Regions from separate parts of the Pan troglodytes genome. Here region 1 is linked to region 2. Evidence: chromatin contacts called from public HiChIP or PLAC-seq data. All regions are on one chromosome and are shown on one strand. The core of a region is the stretch at or near the end of the contact, and the rest is flanking DNA. Distances in the headings are between cores, read along the strand shown.

Region 1 (6,076 bases), core at 1,940-4,439, 430 kb after region 2:
ACTGGCCAGGCTGGTCCCGAACTCCCGACCTTGTGATGTGCCTGCCTTGGCCTCCCAAAGTGCTGGGATTATAGGTGTAAGCCACTGCACCTGGCCTTCCTCCAGTTTTTTACAAAGCATCTAAACCAGCATTGTCTAATAGGAATATAATGTGAGTCACATATGTAATTTTAAATTTTCTATTCATTTTGCTTTTTTTTTTGAGAAAGAGTCTCGCTCTGTTGCCCAGGCTGGAGTACAGTGGGATGATCTTGGCTCACTGCAACCCCCGCCTACCGGATTCAAGCAATTCTCTGCCTCAGTCTCCCGAGTAGCTGGGATTACAGGCGCCCGCCACCACGCCCAGCTAATTTTTGTATTTCTAGTAGAAACAGAGTTTCACTATCTTGGCTAGGCTGGTCTTGAACTCCTGACCTCGTGATCCATCCGCCTTGGCCTCCCAAAGTGCTGGGATTACATGCATCAGCCACGGCGCCTGGCCTAATTTTGCTTTAAAAAATAAAATAAAAACAGGTGAAATTAGTTTTAAAATATTTTATTTAACCCAATATATCAAAAATGTCATTTCACCATGTAATCAATTTTTTTTTTTAAGACAGAGTTTCGCTCTCGTTGCCCAGGCTGGAGTGCAATGGCATGAACTCGGCTCACCACAACCTCCACCTCCCGGGTTCAAGCGATTCTCCTTCCTCAGCCTCCTGGGATTACAGCCTAGCTGGGATTACAGGCATGTGCCACCATGCCCGGCTAATTTTGTATTTTTAGTAGAGACAGAGTTTCTCCATTTTGGTCAGGCTGGTCTCGAACTCCCGACCTCAGGTGATCTGCCTGCCATGGCCTCCCAAAAGTGCTGGGATTACAGGCGTGAGCCACCGCTCCCAGCCGTAATCAGTTTTTTTTTTTTTTTTTGATACGGAGTCTCGCTCTGTCGCCCAGGCTGGAATGCAGTGGCGCAATCTCGGTCACTGCAAGCTCCGCCTCCCGGGTTCACGCCATTCTCCTGCCTCAGTCTCCTGAGTAGCTGGGACTACAGGCGCCCGCCACCATGCCTGAATAATTTTTTGTATTTTTAGTAGAGACGGGGTTTCACCGTGTTAGTCAGGATGTTAGTCAGGACGGTCTCGATTTCCTGACCTTGTGATCCGCCCGCCTCGGCCTCCCAAAGTGCTGTGATTACAGGCGTGAGCCACCACGCCCGGCCCGTAATCAGTATTTGTAAATGATTAATTTTTCTGTACTAAGTCTTCGAAATCCAGTGTGTATTCTGTGTTCACAGCATATCTTAATGCAGATTTAATAATATATAATAGCTACATATGACTAGTGATTACAGTATAGGACAGCACGGGTCTAGATTCATTAGCCTCCTCTCCAAGAGCACATTCAGGAACCTTCTGCCTCTGGCCCCAGAATACACCCAATTCCAAGCAGGCAATTGCTCCTTCTTGCTTTGTCCCCTTTGGGTGGGAAGGGGACTCCTATAGCGATAGGGAGTGTCTTTTATTCAGGAAAAAGAAAGGGAGCTGTGGGGCTAACTCCGTTTTTGAAGTTTGTCCAAGCTGCAGAAATCTTCCTGGTTACTGGACAAAGCAACTAAGAATTCCTATACTTTAACCCTAACGCTGAATCAAACTGGTCAGAATGAAATGAATTGTCTCAATGTTAAAGCCAAAACTCAAAATTGAGGAGCCTTGCAATACCAAATTCACTGACTACTTTATTGTCACTTGTAAATCATAGTACAGGCAGGTCGCAAAGTTTACCAGGCAGTATTCAAGTACATAACATTCTAGTTGTGTTTTTCTCCAGTTTCTGGGGTTACTGAAGAATTAGCCCTGGCATAGCTTATTACAAACTAACCATAATCTCAAACTTAAAAGTTCTAATATCAAGCGTGGGCAACATACTAAGGCCTCTACAAAAAATTTAAAAATTAGCCGGGAGTGGTGGTGTGTGCCTGTAGTCCCAGCTACTCCGGAGGGTGAGGTTGGGAGGATAGCTTGAGCCAGGAAGGTAGGGGCTGTAGTGAGCTATGATCGCACCACTGCACTCCAGCCTGGGCGAGAGCAAGACCCTGTATCAAAAAGTTCTAATATCTAAAAGGATTGTAGTTTATAATATGTTATTCTCACTGTAAACCAAAAGGTTATTTTTTTCTTTTGTCCACTACTAGATACATCTTTCTTAGCCTCGCTTCACTTGTACAAGCCACCTGGGAGAAGTGGCCCTCAGGAAGATCCTAAAACGAATACACAAATACAACTTTTTCATTTCATTAATACATCAAGTTCATATAAGAGTCAAACAGGTAAAAGCAGCATCCCAAACTGTTTTCTCCTCGTACATGTCAGTTCCACGCTCCTCAGTCTCATAAAGTCAGGGACTAGAGACCAATGTAATTATCAATACGTACCTGCCTTTGAGTGAACCTTCAATGCCAACTAGGAAGGGCGCTTCCAAAACGACGTTATTTGTGACTCCTAGGAAGATAAACACGGGTCAGAACCCATACTCTGCGGGCCTTGAAATGGAAAATCTCTCCTCTAGACAGACTCATCCTGGCCGTAAATATCAGGAGACTCCCCGATTCCCTGCCCCATCCCCAGGCCAAGGAGTTATTTGCTTCCAACTTTTCATCCCGTTTTCTTCCCCAGGTGGTTCTCCGCCACCCGGTGGAGAAAGCGGGAACACCCTCTCGGGCTAGCCTCTGCCTTTCCCCAACGTTTCACTGCACTCACTGGAGAAGACCACGGCCCCGAGGGACCGCGACAGGTCCCAGGCGAGGTGCACCGAGTCGGCGAGCACTGCGTGACACTGTGCGCACTGGAACACAGCGCACCTCTCAGGCTGCAGCCAAGACGGCAGCTGCGGGCCGGCGGCTGGCTCCTCAGCCCCCAGCCCTGCGGGGCCGAGCGGCGAGGACCCATTCACCACCTGCGTATCCCACTCCATGGAGGTCGTAAAAGAAGCTTGGTCAATCGCCCTCTCAGTGCCACCACAAAAGTCCCCCCGGGGCGGCGTTGCACAACGTAAGCGACGCCGCAGCGGCTGAGCCGCCATCTTCCCGCAGCCGGCGCCTTCCTTTCGAATACACGCCAGGCCCCGCCCCAAGCACAGCTCCTGCGTCCTCATTGGACATCATGGGCAATCCAAGCACTGGAGTCCGAATCCGCGCACTCGTTACCTGAACTGGCGTTACAGGCCCTTTGGCGCCTGCGTATTCGTGAAGTGTGAAAAAAGCGCGCCTCTGTTGGGACGGGAAATCAGCCTTTCTATTGGTCAGGGTTAGAAACCCCGCCTTTGAGGCATTTTCAACCAATGGAAGCGCGGCATTCTTCATTTAAACTGTCTATAAATTTCTGCCTAGTCAAAGTTAAGAGTGGCGCCAGGGATTTGAACCGCGCTGACGAAGTTTGGTGATCCATCTTCCGAGTATCGCCGGGATTTCGAATCGCGATGATCATCCCCTCTCTAGAGGAGCTGGACTCCCTCAAGTACAGTGACCTGCAGAACTTAGCCAAGAGTCTGGGTCTCCGGGCCAACCTGAGGGTACGGCGCTGGCGGTGCGGGTCCCTGAGCGGGCGCGGCGGGAATAGCGGCCTCGGGGAGATGCGGTGCGAAGGGACCGAGAGGGAAGCCCGGGGACTGAGGCAGCTCTCCCTGCCCCTCGGGCAGTAGATGTGGTTCACGGTAGTCCCAGTTAGAACTCTGATAAACGGAAGAGGAACTGTAGTTTTCACCTCATTTTGAAGCTGGCTTGTCTGGGTGCTCACATGATAAGCTCTATTCCGAGGGATGGTTTATTGTTTTTTGTTTTGTTTTGTTTTGAAATTACTGTATACCTCTCAGGGCGTCGATTACGAAACTCAGGCCCAGAAAGCACAAGGGGTGTCGTTAATCGTTAGACAATTAAGTAAATAATTGGCTCAGCTTCTGGAAAACCCCAAACAGACTCCAGTGATTTGTAATATTGCCGATAATCTCTTGATACTTTATTGATGGACCTGTCAGAAAAAAAAAATCGACTTTTAGGGGAGCACCTCCTTGGGTAAATTTTTATTGATGACTGTTGTGTTGATGGTCTCTATCAAAACCAGTAAGGTCTTTGACTCCGAGGCTACAAGATGTTTGGAGAGTTGGCCCAGGGCTGTGGCTCACGCCTGTAATCCCAGCACTTTGGGAGGTCGAGGCAGGCGGATCACCTGAGGTCAGGAGTTCGAGACCAGCCTGGCCATTAAAAAATTAGCCGGGCGTGGTGGCACACGCCTGTAATCCAAGCTTTTTGCCTGTGATCCCAGCTACTTGGGAGGCTGAGGCAGAAGAATCGCTTGAACCTGGGAAGCCGAGGTGGCAGTGAGCCAAGATCGCACCACTGCACTCCAACTTCGGTGACAGAGCGAGACTCAGTCTCAAACAAAACAAAAACAAACAAAAAACCCAAGATGTTAGGAGAAGATTTGGGGATTTAATGTAGGATAGCGGTTTTATATATTTTGTTAATAGTTGAGACTTCCCACATAATACTGCTATATACTCTGGAGGTTTCTCCTGCAGGCTGTGATACTGACAGTGAGTAAATGCCTAAATCAATCGTCACAATTTTTTTTTTTATTTGTTTGTTTGTTTTTTCTTTGAGACGGAGTCTTGCTCTGTCGCCCAGGCTGGAGTGCAGTGGCGCGATCTCGGCTCACCGCAACCTCCGCCTCCTGGGTTCAAGCGATTCTCCTGCCTCAGCCTCCTGAGTAGCTGGGATTACAGGCGCGTGTCACCACGCCCTGCTAATTTTTGTATTTTTAGTAGAGATGGGGTTTCACCATGTTGGTCAGGCTGGTCTCGAACTCCTGACTTCCTGATCCGCCCGCCTCAGCCCCCAAAGTGCTGGGATTACAGGCGTGAGCCACCCCACCCGGCCTAAATTGTTTAAACAAAATAATCAGGGCCTAAGTGCCTGTTGGGGCTGAATGACCAAAGGGTTTTCCTTGTGGATATTTCTGGGCTGTAGTGGTTAGTGGCTCCTCTATACTTCGTAAACAAAGCCTTAATATCTCAGCCTAAATTCCTTAGGCTTTTTTGCTGCCTAGCTAGAATCTTTTATCCAAGGCTGCATCCCTGAACACTTGGCACTTTTATCTATCTTTGTCCCATTGCTCATTTTGACCCTCTAGCCTCAGATCACCTTCTTTCTCCTTTATCTGCCTGGCTGTGTGTGTGTGTGTATTTTTAGTAGAGATAGGGTTTCACCATCTTGCCCAGGCTAGTCTTGAACTCCTGGGCTCAAGCGATCCTCCGGCCACGGCCTCCCGAAGTCCTGGGATTACAGGCGTGACCCACCACACCTGGCCCGTATCAAGTATTTATATGTGAATCAAGTATTTATAGGTGAAATGTTATGATACCTGTAAAATTTGCTGTAAAATACTCAAGGAAAAAGAGAGGGAAACTAGATGAAGTAAGAACAGAAGAATGTTAATAATTACTGAAACTGGAGATAGGTACATGGGGGGATTGCACTATTCTCTCTACTTTTTTAGGTTTGAAATTTTCCATAATAAGATGTTTTAAATTATTAACTTGGTACAACCTAAGAGCTCATTGTCAATTGCCTTTTGAAATTTTAGTACATAGCAAAAAAATTAATAAATTGCTCTGAGAAATTATCAAGATTTGATTAAAATGAAACACTACAATTTAAATAAATTTTACTAGCATAAATATACTAGTATATTTATGCTAGTAAAATTTATAATTTATACTAGTATATACTATATTTATATATTATTACTAGTATAAATATATAATATATATACTAGTATATATAAATATACTAGTATACTAAATATACTAAATACACTAAAATAAACTAAATATATAAATATACTATATATACTAAATATACTATATTAATATACTATATATACTAAATATACTATATTAATATACTATATATACTAAATATACTATATTAATATACTATATATACTAGATAAATATACTATAAATATACTATATAAATATACTAAATTTATATATTTAGTATTTAGTGTGTATTAGTATATATATTTAGTATAGATATACT
Region 2 (6,312 bases), core at 616-3,115:
TGTCTCATGTGCCACTGTCCAGGCTGAGCTCAATCAAGTGACCCTACCCCTCTTCACCGGGATCCTCCTCCTTGACCATTATGTCACTGCCACCATCTGCCAGGTCTCCCCAGGAGTCATCCTGCACTCTTCTGTCACTTCTCAAATCTAACTTGACACCAAGTCCTGGGGGCCCTTCTTCGGAAAGTTCTCCCCAGCCTATGTTCTTTCTCCTGTTTGGGTCCTCACTGCTTCTCCTTTGCCTCTGCTCGGGTCTCATCTGCTCTGAGGGGATCTCCACCTAAGCCACCACCCATTTTTCCAGAACCCACATCATATACTCTCTCAACCCCAACCAAAACCTTCCCATGGCCCATTGAATAACTTTGCAACCTGGCCACAGCCCGCCTCATTCCCTCCACTCCCTAGCACTCCAGCGTTGTACCCCAAAATCACACTGCTTGCAGGCCATTGCTGTTTTCTTTTCCTTTCCTTTCCTTTTTCCTTCCTTCTTTGCTTTCTGTTTTTCTTTTTTTGAGGCAGAGTCTCACTCTGTCACCCAGGCTGTAGTGTAGTGGCACAACCTTGGTTCACTGCAACCTCTGCCTCCCAGGTTGAAGCGATTCTCCTGCCTTAGCCTCCCGAGTAGCTGGGACCACAGGCATGCACCACCACACCTGGCTAGTTTTTGTATTTTTAATAGAGATGGGGTTTTGCCATGTTGGCTAGGCTGGTCTCAAACTACTGGACTCAAGTGATCCTCCCACCTTAGCCTCCCAAAGTGCTGGAATTACAGGTGTGAGCCACCGTGCTCAGCCCTGCTCTTGGTTTTCTTGAGGACTGCATAATACCTTCTCTTTTTGCCCTTAGAGGTCCTACATGCTCTTCAAGTCTTAGGTCAAATTCAACTGCTTTCTTACACAGATCCTCTCTCTCATTGGCTTAGCAGTCACCTGTTACCTGTCTCATGGTAACTGCTACAATGACTCTGAGGACTAGAGGCTGGTGCGTATGTCTCTAGCTGTGAGTTCCCTAAGGCACCTCTGTATCTTCATGCTCAGAAATCACTGGGTTATTTCCTGCAGTTTCTATCAAAGCAAAATGTCCACACTGCATCATTAGGGGCCCCCAAATGGCCAGAATAAGAAAAGCCAGCTGGGTGCAGTGGCTCGCACCTGTAATCCCAGCTACTGGGAAGGCTGAGACAGGAGAATGGTTTGAGCCCAGGTGTTTAGATGAGCTATGATCACATCACTGCACTCCAGCCTGGGTGACAGAGCAAGATCCCATCTCTAAAAAGAGTTCTGAGGGATCCAGAGAGGCTTCAGGAAGGAGGAGGACTTGAGAGAGACTGTCAGATGAAAGTCACATTTAGAGTTTATTAAGCACATGCTCCATGTTGGGCATTATACTATAGCAGTGAGCTTTCACGTGGATCCCTCATTTACTTCTCAGCACAGACCTACTAGGTAGGTATTTGTCTCTGTAGATGAGGAAACTGAAGCTAAGAGCATCAACTGTGCAGTGTCACAGCTAGCAAGTGGCTGGGCAGGGATAAGAGATACAGCTTGCCCTTGGAGATCATACATGCACTTCAAGTCTTGGGTCAAATTCAGCTGCTTTCATACAGGAATCCTCTCTTTTGATGCCCTAGCAGTCATCCCTTACCTGTCTCATTGCAACTGCCACACTGATTCTGTGGCTCTCAAAGAATCCAAAGTCCAGCCTAAGAACTGAAGAAACAGTAGGTGGAAATGCACTGTGGTAATCAACGCATAAGGGAGACTGTACTGAGTCTGCCACAAACAGGGTCCACCCAGGCCTATCCCATACATCCCGGAGAGCCATGGAGCCCAACAATGGGGTGCTGGGGTCCCTGAGGCCATAGCTGGAAGTACTCTGTGTCCCTAAGGCAGCACTCCTATGCTGACCTCCAACTGCTAATGGGCTCCGTGCAGCAGGGACAACCCTCTGCACAGTCCAGACCTGAGGGCAGATGGCAGGTGACCTGGGGGTGAAGTGTTATGTATGGAGCAGGGCAGCTCCCTGTCTGGGATCACTTTTCTTAGAGGAAGCCTCCTGCCTATTGTCCTGCTCCTGCACTTCCCTCCTCGGACCTGGCAACCTCAGGTGGGAAGGCTGCATTGAGGCTGCAGGCTTGGTCAAGAGAAGCAGGACCCTGGTGCGAAGGGAAATGAGCCTGGACGGCATACCTGTCACCTGCCCCAGGACTAGTGCCCCTCCAAGCCAGAGAGCCCAGATAGCCCTCAGTGGGGCTGGTGAGAGTCACAGTTCTCCGCACGTGGCCAGGAAGTTGAGCAAGAGTAACCCAACCACATAAGGTATGGTGCAAACCTGGAAACTTCTGAGAGCAAAGGGATGCTCTTAGTTGTTAGGCGGGGGCCGCCCAGCAGAGCCAGGACGGTGGCCACCCTAGTCTAGAGCCTTCCACTTTAGCAAGGTAGAATCCAAGGGCCCCAGAAGGGAACAGACTCCATCTGGGTCGCCTAAGCAGGTGAGAGAGGAAAACCCAACCACAGTCGCGCCCCAGCCCTCGCAGGTCCCTGGCTGAGGACTCCCCTCTCCACCTCAGGCTGGGCGGCCCACGCCTTCACGCTTGCTCCCACTTGTCCCTCGTTCTTGCTAGGCTTGGCAGGTATTTGTTCCCCGCTCCTTCACGCTCTCAGTGCCGTGGCCACGTCGCTGGGTACGCCCCACCAGGCAAGAGACATTTTCCGTCTTGTTCTCTGCCACGTCCCCAGAGCCTGGAACAGTGCTTGGCACAGAGTGGACGCTCATTCGTGGAGTAAGTGCCTGATGGATAATCCATCACTTGCTTTTCTAGTATGAATGGTCTGTTTACGGGTCCAGCGCCCCTGCTGGCTTACGACCTTTTCCAGGGCGGGGAGGGGCTGTCCTCATCTCTGTGACCCCAGCGCTCAGCCCAAGGCCTGGCACAGAGTAAGTGCTCAACCACATTTTGGTGAATGAGTGAATGGAAGCGGCCCAGCAACCCTGAGCCAAGGAGCCACTGTGGGGCAGGTCAGGGCGGTTCCTGGCACAGGGCTTCCCACTAGCCTGGCCACCAGCTCTGCGGTCTCCTGGAAGCTGGGGGGCGTTTGGGTAAGGGAGAAGAGTGGCCAGGACTTGTCTGCGTGTGCCCTGTGACGGTGGGATAGAGACAGCGATTGGATTGAGGAACGGGAGGTTCCCCGAGGCCGTTTAGAGAGGCGGGAGCGGGAGCTGGTCAGGGAGGCTGGACAGACCACCCGAGGGAGCGGAGCTTGGGCACGAAAGCCAAAACTGGGCGGCGCGGGGCGGGTGGGGAAGGCCGGCTGAGAAAGCCGGGATTGCCTCCTGGTGTCAAAGCTCGGAACTGCAGCAGGATCCTGGGGGCGGGGCTTGTGTTCAGCAGCACTCGCCACGCGCCCAGCCCTCAGCCCTCGTCTCGCCTTCTGCTGGCTGGCCTGGCGACGTTGTGCGCCAGCGTACGCGGGGCTCTGAGAACCCGGAAGTTACGTTTTAGGCCCGCGTCACGGGGGCGGGAGTCAGCTGAGCTGCCGGGGCGAGGTTGGGATCACCTGGCACCGGCTGAAGGGAGCCTGTGATTTTTTTGTAGCGGGGGCGGGGAGTAGGGTGCAAGACTGCGCCAGATTCAAGGACGAGGGCTGCCCTATTATCTCGCTGCATAAGGCAAGAGCAAGAGGATCCTCAGGATTTTAAAGAGGAGGCGACGGCTGCAGGTTCCCAGGATCTGTCAGAGGCTGGGGAGTTACAGCTTCCATTCTGGGGCGACGGGGACCCCGGGGGGGTAGCCCTTTTGTAATCCCCAGGCCCCGGACAAAGAGCCCAGAGGCCGGGCACCATGGCGTCCATCCTGGATGAGTACGAGAACTCGCTGTCCCGCTCGGCCGTCTTGCAGCCCGGCTGCCCTAGCGTGGGCATCCCCCACTCGGGTAAGGAAGAGGAGGGTGCCGCTGCCCCTTTCGGCTCTCCTAGCATTTGCGTGGGAGCAGCGAGGAGGGCAGCTCCAAGAGCTCGGGGTCATCCCCTGGGCCGTGCCTTCCGGGTCTAGGCCCCTGATTCTCCTCAGGCTCTCTTGGCCCCCAGCTGGTGGATAGTCGAAGTTTGAAAGAGCAACGGGAGCTGCCGCGTGATCTAGGCTCTACCGCTAGGGTCCTTTTGAGAGGGAATTGGGGCCCAGATAAGGAATTACTCACCTACAGGGCGCAGTTGGGCTGTTGGGAGAACTTAGAATGGGCTCCCGGCTTCTGCTGATGCTTTTCCCACCAGGCCCTTTCTGGAGGTGGGAGGGAAGGAATGGACAAAGAAAGTGGTGAAGGCGGAGTATTGCAGAGGAAGAAGGGAGGGTCCCAGAGGGAATTTTGTCGCTGAACGGGGAAAATGGAGATGAAATCTTTTTGGCCTTGGCTATAGCTGGGTGCAGCCTGGAGTTTTGGGACGTTTTTGTAGAAAGTAGTGAGTCTCCAGGAGAATGAGGGCGTAGGGAGCCCTGGGGAACTGTTCCAGTGAGTGGAGTTAACGAATTGGAGCTGCTTTCACTCTAGTCTTTACCTTCATTCAATGCTCAAAATATCCCAGCACTTGCCAACTCTACACTGAGGCTCATTACCGCATGGGCAGGGAGGGGGGCAGAGAATGGGGCTATACTACTTCAGTTCAGCTGGGATTGCTGGGCCAAAGACCTGATAAGGGAGAATACCCAGACCACCAGTTCCGTCCCACCCCCACGCAGCCCCATTACCAGTGGGAGCAGGTATGTCATGCTGTGACAGCATCTTAAGGGTTCAAAGAATCAACCCCTCACTGCTGTCAGAGTGTGGAAAGAGCTCCAGACCTCTATTGTAAAGGTGACCAGCAAACGACTTGATATCAAACTATTTGTTAACCAAGGTCCTGGGGACAGGAATATGTCAGGAAAGTGGCGAGGAGCACTGTGGTGTTTTTTCTGCCTCTCCTTGCCCTTCACCTGTCTCTTCCACAGCTAATCTTCTTGTCATTCCTTACCTGTAGGGTATGTGAATGCCCAGCTGGAGAAGGAAGTGCCCATCTTCACAAAGCAGCGCATTGACTTCACCCCTTCCGAGCGCATTACCAGTCTTGTCGTCTCCAGCAATCAGCTGTGCATGACCCTGGGCAAGGATACACTGCTCCGGTAATCAAGGGCTCACAGAGCTTAGGAGTAGGGACTAGAGAGGTGTTTGGGGACTGTTAACTCACTGGGCCTTTCTTCTATTCCAGGCAAGTAAAGCAGTGAATTTGGAGTTTTCAGGAAATATCCTATCCCTTTCCAAAGAGAACCAATACAGGGTAGTGGTTAAGTATCTGGCCTGGCAGGGCATGGTGGCTCACACCTATCATCTCAGCACTTCGGGAGGCCAAGACAAGAGGATCACATGAGATCAGCAGTTTGAGACCAGCCTGGGCAACATAGTGAGACCCCCATCTCTACCAAAACAAATTTTTAAAAATTAGCTAGATGTGATGGTGCAGTCCCAACTACTGGGGAGGCCGAGGCAAGAGGATCACTTGAGCCCAGGAGTTCAAGGCTGCAGTGAGCTGTGTTTGCACCACTGTACTCCTGTCTCTTTAAAAAAAAAAAGTCAGGTGCAGTGGCTCACACCTGTTATCCCAGCACTTTGGGAGGCTGAGGAGGGTGGATCACCTGAGGTCAGGAGTTCGACACCAGCCTGGCCAACATGGTGAAACGCTGTTTCTACTAAAAATACAAAAGTTAGCCGGGCGTGGTGGCAGGCGCCTGTAATCTCAGCTACTGGGGAGGCTGAGGCAGGAGAATTGCTGGAACCTGGGAGCCGGAAGTTGCAGTGAGCTGAGATTGCACCATTGAACTCCAGCCCAGGCGACAACAGTGAGACTCCGTCTCAAAAAAAAAAAAAAAAAAAAAGGAAAAGGAAAAAAAAACTGTTTAGGAGTGTAGACTTAAGAGTATTAGAGTATTGATTGCAGCATTCTTGTGGTGGGAAAAACTGGATCCATGCTGAATGCTCATCAATAGGAAAATGGTGATTAAACTGTAATTCAGCCACAAAATAGAATATAATGCAGTTGTTTAAAAAAATGAATTATCCTGGCTGGGCGAGGTGGCTCACGCCTGTAATCCCAGCACTTTGGGAGGCTGAGGCAGGCAGATCACCTGAGGTCGGGAGTTCAAGACCAGCCTGGCCAACATGGAGAAACCCCGTCTCTACTAAAAATATAAAATTAGCAGGGTGTGGTGGCAGGTGCCTGTAATCCCAGCTATTTGGGAGGCTGAGGCAGGAGAATGGCTTGAACCTGGGAGGCAGAGGTTGC

What was found. HiChIP or PLAC-seq counts read pairs in DNA pulled down with a chosen protein or histone mark.
Region 1: a contact with region 2 is called in an H3K4me3 HiChIP or PLAC-seq map of stem cell-derived excitatory neurons, with 2.4 times the contacts expected there. The contact joins the promoter of NUSAP1 here to the promoter of VPS18 in region 2. A contact is called at or near these places in 1 of 7 Hi-C or Micro-C datasets (stem cell-derived neural progenitor cells) and 1 of 1 datasets of contacts at active chromatin or transcription factors (stem cell-derived excitatory neurons).

The regions. Positions count from the first base shown.
Region 1 is chr16:33,294,147-33,300,222 of NHGRI_mPanTro3-v2.0_pri, forward strand. It overlaps NUSAP1 (nucleolar and spindle associated protein 1), which reads left to right and starts at 3,190. Exons shown (of 10, transcript XM_063794766.1): 1 at 3,190-3,549. The coding sequence starts at 3,457. It overlaps OIP5 (Opa interacting protein 5), which reads right to left and starts at 3,132. Exons shown (of 5, transcript XM_510321.9): 1 at 2,739-3,132; 2 at 2,414-2,480. The coding sequence starts at 3,132.
Region 2 is chr16:32,861,904-32,868,215 of NHGRI_mPanTro3-v2.0_pri, forward strand. VPS18 (VPS18 core subunit of CORVET and HOPS complexes) reads left to right here and starts at 1,866. Exons shown (of 5, transcript XM_523187.7): 1 at 1,866-3,935; 2 at 5,014-5,155. The coding sequence starts at 3,845.